2 separate regions of the Mus musculus genome follow, and region 1 is linked to region 2. The links are chromatin contacts, called in public Hi-C maps. All regions are on one chromosome and are shown on one strand. The core of a region is the stretch at or near the end of the contact, and the rest is flanking DNA. Distances in the headings are between cores, read along the strand shown. Region 1 has its middle 13 kb from the start of Gm33867. Region 2 has its middle 6.7 kb from the start of Gm33758.

Evidence for each region. A called contact is a pair of places that touch in the nucleus more often than the background predicts.
Region 1: a Hi-C map of cortical neurons shows a contact between it and region 2, with 2.6 times the contacts expected there. The contact joins two enhancer-like sites. A contact is called at or near these places in 8 of 484 Hi-C or Micro-C datasets (bone marrow-derived macrophages, cerebral cortex, cortical neurons and 5 more) and 3 of 115 datasets of contacts at active chromatin or transcription factors (fibro-adipogenic progenitors, heart atrium and neural progenitor cells).

Annotation. Positions count from the first base shown.
Region 1 is chr3:143,728,518-143,731,419 of GRCm38.p6, reverse strand. No RefSeq gene overlaps it. Among named protein-coding and RNA genes, the nearest start is that of Gm33867, 13 kb to the left of the region's middle. Within about 2 kb of position 1,594, at least 8 of the 459 cell types and tissues checked have an H3K27ac peak or open chromatin away from gene starts, as enhancers often do. A contact at or near this core is called in cortical neurons, where this site is marked.
Region 2 is chr3:143,595,492-143,598,727 of GRCm38.p6, reverse strand. No RefSeq gene overlaps it. Among named protein-coding and RNA genes, the nearest start is that of Gm33758, 6.7 kb to the left of the region's middle. Within about 2 kb of position 1,602, at least 31 of the 459 cell types and tissues checked have an H3K27ac peak or open chromatin away from gene starts, as enhancers often do. A contact at or near this core is called in cortical neurons, where this site is marked.

The DNA of each region.
Region 1 (2,902 bases), core at 345-2,844, 130 kb before region 2:
AAACAATTTCAGGCTATCAGGCAGATTTTAATAAATATATGGCCTATTGGCTTTGTAAAGACACAGAGGTAGACTAAACAATGCTTGGCACAGTGTTTCTCTATGTCACCTTTCATAGAGGCCGGTCAATAGATGGGATGAAGGCAGCTTAGGGAACCCAGAAGATGAGAGCACAGAGATCTGTGTTACTTTGATTCCCAGGAAGGAATGGAATGGAATGAACAGTATGCAGTGGGAGATCATGTAAATAGTGATGAAGTTTATGAGTTATAAAATGTGCTAAGTTCCTTCTTGTTACTAAAGGCTCCAGAGAAAGCCGCTCTTTCCCACTTTTCTTTAGGGTTTTAATGTGGTCCCTTTATTTGCAAGGTCTGGGACTGAAAGTTGTCCTTGGGGAGTCAAAGATGCTGTGGGATGATGTCTGGCTATGCCTTGGGCTCCAGCACTGCCCTCACTTACAACAACCACCGAACTCTGAGAGAGGCTATAACTCCCTTGGAGTCATAATAGGTGAAGCTCATGAAGCCACCTGATGTTGAAAACAATTTGATCATTTGAAGGACAGTTTTAAGTTGGGGCTGGGGAGCCCAAAGGAGGTTTTTCTTCTTTTCTACCTAACCCAAGAGACCCTTTAATATTCAAACTGTCACAAGCCTTTAACCCAGAACTAGGGACTGTTGGAGAAATCTTCCAGGGTACAGAAGTGCCTTGTTCTCTTAAGCAGTGAAGGGCACTGACTTCTTCCAACCACATCGGGAGAAAATTATACCTCCTTTAATTTCTCTCCTACATCCTAGCTTCATTTCTGAGACTGTTCAGTCTTCTGAGGCTGTAGCCTAAAATCAGGAAAGCTTTCTCCCCATCCCCACCCCCAAAGAAGAAACGATTTCCATTTGGCTGAAATGCCATTCAGAGTGACTGATTTTTAAGCTCTGAACTCAGACCCAGAGCCTGGAATCCAGGCACTGGCAACTGGGTTGGGATTTGAAATTACAGGGACGGACTGAGTTTCAGAGTTGGGATGTTTTAAGCAGTGGGGGCAATTGCTTTTCTCACCTATCTCTCCAGAAAGAGTCGGAGGAAGGGAAACATTTAAGAATTAAGAGAAGGAATTCTACAGCTTTTGAGTCACTGCTTCTTGCTCTGCTAGAGGCAGAATTTCAGTTTGCATTTACTCCGGGAAACTTGGGTGAGGAATTTAATAAATCTTTTGGTAACTGTGAATTGTTTGAAAGGAGAGTTGGAGAAGACAAAATAAATGACAGAGCAAGGAAAGCATACAGCCCAGTCACTTTATTAAGGCTGGACTTGCTAGTTATGTAGGTGTCTGAGAGCATAATGGGCCTATTTAAAATAAGCAAGGCATTTCCAGGGTGTGCCTAAAAGGAATTGGTCTACTGGAAAAAATACCTTTTGAATATTCTTTAGGAAACAGTAAGCACTAACAACGGTACCAAGACATTAGGAAATATAATGCTAATTTAACTTTATTATTTTTTTTTTTTTTTGGTGGACTGTGGTTTTTAACGGATGGAATTGTCCGAGGCTTACTTCTTCTTTCTCTTCCCCAGCCCCCAAACTTCAGACATGCTGAACTGTTTCCTTGCGTGCCATTTTAAATAAAAGTATTTGTAAAGGGAACACAATGTTAAGAGAGATGCATAAATAAGACAAGTGATAATTGCAGTGTCTAAAAGGAGACTCCTCATGCTGCACATCGTGCCGTGGCTGCTTACACAGAGAAAGGGACAGTTGCTATCCTGCACTGTGCCTTCCATCAAGTCACGGGGTATAAATCTGGCCTATAAATGATCAGGAGGTACTGTACTGTGTAACGTGTACAATGTTCATAAAAGAAATTAATGAACAAATAAATATCCTCTGATGGACAAGCTGGTAAGAATGTAGCTTGCAAAGATAGATAGATAGATATATAGATAGATAGATATATAGATAGATAGATAGATAAGTAAATAAGTAAATAAATAAGTAAATAAATAAATAAATAAATAAATAAATAAATAAATAAAACCTTTTCTGCTTTAGTGGCAAAGGATGGCTCAGAGGGGACATTTCTTTGAATAGTGTGCTTGGTCTCACAGAGATTAAATGCTTAGAGAGAAATCTCAGTTCCTGACCTGATAAGTTATACCAGGAACCAAATCCTTGTGGCTGTCCACACAAGTCTGCTGATGGTGAGGGGACAGGGCTAGGCTATTCTCTTATCTTCTGGTAACAAAGCCATCAACTTACCTGACATTCTGAGACATAAGTATTAATATCCACAGTCAGAATAGAACTAATCCCCCAACCTAAAGAAGAATAGCAAAACTGTTGGTGGATCCTAGTTTGAGGTTGGCAGTCCAGAAGCCTCCTGAGCTGTTATGGCCAAGATGGACATGCAACAGACATCCCATGGGAACTGCCTTGGCCATTGCTCATTTCTTGTCTTGCATCTAAATGACTCTGCAGCAGGTGACAGCCACTCTGAACTTTGAGCATGCTTGTTAGGTCATGAACATCTTTGCCACTGATGAGTGTATCCTACTATTCCTAAACAGGATTCCAGGTGTCTCTTGGGGTAGGGGATTGGTTTCATGACTCCATGAGGGCATTGGGACCCATGGATGCTCAAGTCTCTAACGTAAAATATCATAGGACTATTCATATCTCATATCCACCCACTCACCCACATGCTTTAAATGATTTCTGGGTTACTTTGTAATACCTAATATATTATACATATCATGAACATAGTTGTATTTATTGTTCAGGATAGAATGTCCAGATGAACACTGCTTGGTGGGGCAGAGCCTGTACATTCAGATGGAAGACTGTATTTCTACTCATCCTTGTGTTTACATCTCTGTCTTCCATCATTCTCACTCCCTTGGACCCACAT
Region 2 (3,236 bases), core at 353-2,852:
ATTTTTGGGGATTTAATTATCATGGGCTATGGCTTGAGAGTTATCTCCTACAGCCAAGCTTAAGGTCACGGTTCAAGGTCTCTTCACCATCCATTGAAATCCAGTGTCTCCAGGGAAGGAAAAGAACTGCACAGAGGGAATAGCTTGCTGCAGTGTCAGAGCAGTTGTGGACCATAGGGAATATCTCACTGTCTGTGTGTTGTCCTGAGAGCACCCGAGCCAGCCAGAACGTCTGAGACTCTTGGGTTCTACCCAGACCTACCAGCTCATAGTCTATTGGAACAAGATCTCCCCGTGATCTGAACAGATTCTGTTTGGGAATCTCTCTCCTCTCTCTCCCCCTTCCTCCTGTCCTTCCTCCATTTCCTCCTTCTTCTTGCTATGGGTTCTTGGAGTCATTATACTGTAAATAGTTCCTTGGATATATCTTTCGAGGTTGGGGGTAAAGGTCCCAGGCCTTTATTTCAATAGTCCTTCCAGATCGAAATCTTCCTAAACTTCAGCATATTTTGTTTGTTCGTTTGTTTTCAGTTGTTAGCTTTAGTTTGAGTTTCTAATGTCTGTCTCAACTCACAAGCACACTTTTCACAAGTGCTGACAGACTACAGTGGGCCTCTTATACAGTCTCTAAAAGTATTCCTTATAGGGCTGGTGCAAAAGCCCTGTCAGGACAGGGTCTGGTCTGCTGTTGAGACAGGATCAAACTCTGACAGCATCTTTGGTCCATCACAGCCTTGGGAGCAAATTTAGAGGACGATTGTTAGTTACTAAGGACTCAGAATGAAATGAAAACCAATCCTCCACCAGAAGCCAGTCATTAAGGTTAGCAGTGCCCCTTAAGAAGAAGGGGACACTGGCACTGTGACCAGGTTCCCCCGAAAAGCAATGCAAATGGGGTCAGCTAAAATGTGGGAGACAGGATCGGCTTTGCAAGAAAAGGAAGCAACACAGTGAGTGCTTTAGGGAAAGGAATGGATCTCTATGGGAACTGCACTTCTTCCTGTCTCCCTCACGCATCCCACTTCAAAACATATAGTGAAGCATGAGTTTTAAAAGATTCATATTGAGACAGAAACATTACAGAATCTCCGTTGCTCTCTTCACTTTTTTTTTCAGTCTTGTTTTCTTTCTAGAGGCACGGAGTCCTCTTTATGATGCTTTTATGTCTATAAATTGTTTAGGAGAAGCCACTGAAAGCTAATCTCTAAACGTGCAAGGCCCCTGGATTGGTGGGGAGGGGCAGGGCGAGGGAGAGACACAAATTGCAAAGAGCAGAATAATCAGCTACAGAGGGACTTTGATCTTCTGGAGACCTAAGCTAATAGATGTTAAGTGCAGTTCAGTGGACGTAATAGCCCATGAAGAAAACAAAATCTGCAGAATGATAAAATGCTGCAGTCTACTGATCAAGGAAGACATCGGAAAATTACCATGAAAGCATCCTTAGCCTGGCAGATTCAAGGTGAAAAAAGGGCTCCGTCTGCCAACCGGCAGCCAGACATTCCAGGCAGACTTAGCCGGCTCCCTTCCTCCAGCCAGATTATCACTCCATGTAACCTGAATGCTTTCTCACTGCAGAGGCAAGCACTGGCACCATCAGAGAAGCCTGGGCTTCGTCATGTCTTCTCCTGACGCCATAGTGACTCATCATGTCCTCTGTGGAGGCATTTCAGAAGACATCGTTTCTAGGAGTAGATCAAATTTTCTCCAGTACTGATTTTTTTTTTGACAGCAACAAAACATATTAAAGACAAATAAGATATCTTTCAAGACATAGAAATCTCACCAAGCAAACTATTCACTAGGAATTTATGAACACTTAAATACAATTGAAAAATAAGAGGTAACTCCTTAATTCTAGTTCATTTAAGTGTCTGTTTATTGAATAAGTATATTTTGCATCTTGGGCTGAATTAAATTTACAGAAGTAATGAATTCTTTAGTATTAAAAGAAAAAAATGTAAAGATTGAAACCACTAGATAATTTTATTATCAGGAGAATTAAACAAACAAACAGATAAACACAACCCCCAAATGTGAGTTTTAAAAGTCAAGAAACTAGAAAGAAAGTAGCATCCGGTTTCAAAGCTCAGCCTCCTTAGACTTCATGTAACAGCTAATTAAACATATGGCATATATTATCTGAACCACAAATTAATTTGTTTGGCTAGAGTAGGTACAAACAAATGAAAACAAAGGGAATCTGCACAGTTTTAACTTGAGCAAGATGTGGAGCGCCCTGCTGGCCACTGGCATTTGGTTCCTGTCTGAGCCACTCACACTGGAACAGCTAGCACTGTGCCTACGGGAGTCCCCTTTCCAAGTGGAAAAGTGAAAGTGGCAAACTTCACATGGGAGCACAGATGAGGGTAGTTGACAGCCTAAATGACAGGCAAGGAAAAGGAACAGAAATGAGAAAAAAAATGGAGAAGGGATGAGAGGGAAGAGGATAGAGGGGGAGGGGAAGGTAGACTGGGAAGCGAAGGCAAGCAAGGAACCAAGTCATTGATCCCAAGGCACTGAGACCCTCTGGACAACACAGCACTGGGCAGTCTACATCTATCCTTACTGTAATGTTGACTCTTCATAGCCATGTTGATAGAAAGACTAGCCCTTTAAAAGAAGTACTTTACTCACAAGGGAAACTGAGAGACTACTTGATATTAAAAAGAGTCACTGGGAAAATCCATATTTGGAGCCTTCAATCGATTGTTGGAGATTTTATGTAACATATGTGCTTATTCTTCAAACAAATGGAGTCCTTGTCTGAAAATGCTGTGGGTAGAGGCCTGGTGCCCAGAGTAAAATAACCAAGTGAGTGGTTAAGATGAGGCCCTGCTCTGGGTTAGCAGTCCATCACTCAGTGTGTCCTGCTGCCTGTGTATCAGATGCAACCCTTCTTATCTGTTAAGTGCATAGAACAATTTAGACCAAGCATGCTGAGTGGATTAACTAATGATCGTGAACCACTTTGGAAATAGAAAATTCCCCCTGTGCATGCAGAATTAATAATGATTAGATAACACCGTCCTAAATTCTACTTTTGATTCAAATAAACCTTTTCTTGATGGCGAAAGTTATGCTATTAAACAAAAGACTTTATTTCAACTAGAGGCTTTCACGGTATTTTCATTTGAGTTGAATTTCTGTTCTTCAGATCCATATTTCTGCCAATTTCTATCTCTTGTGCTTTCTCTGGCACAACCAAAAGAACAAAGTTAATAACAGAGAAAGGA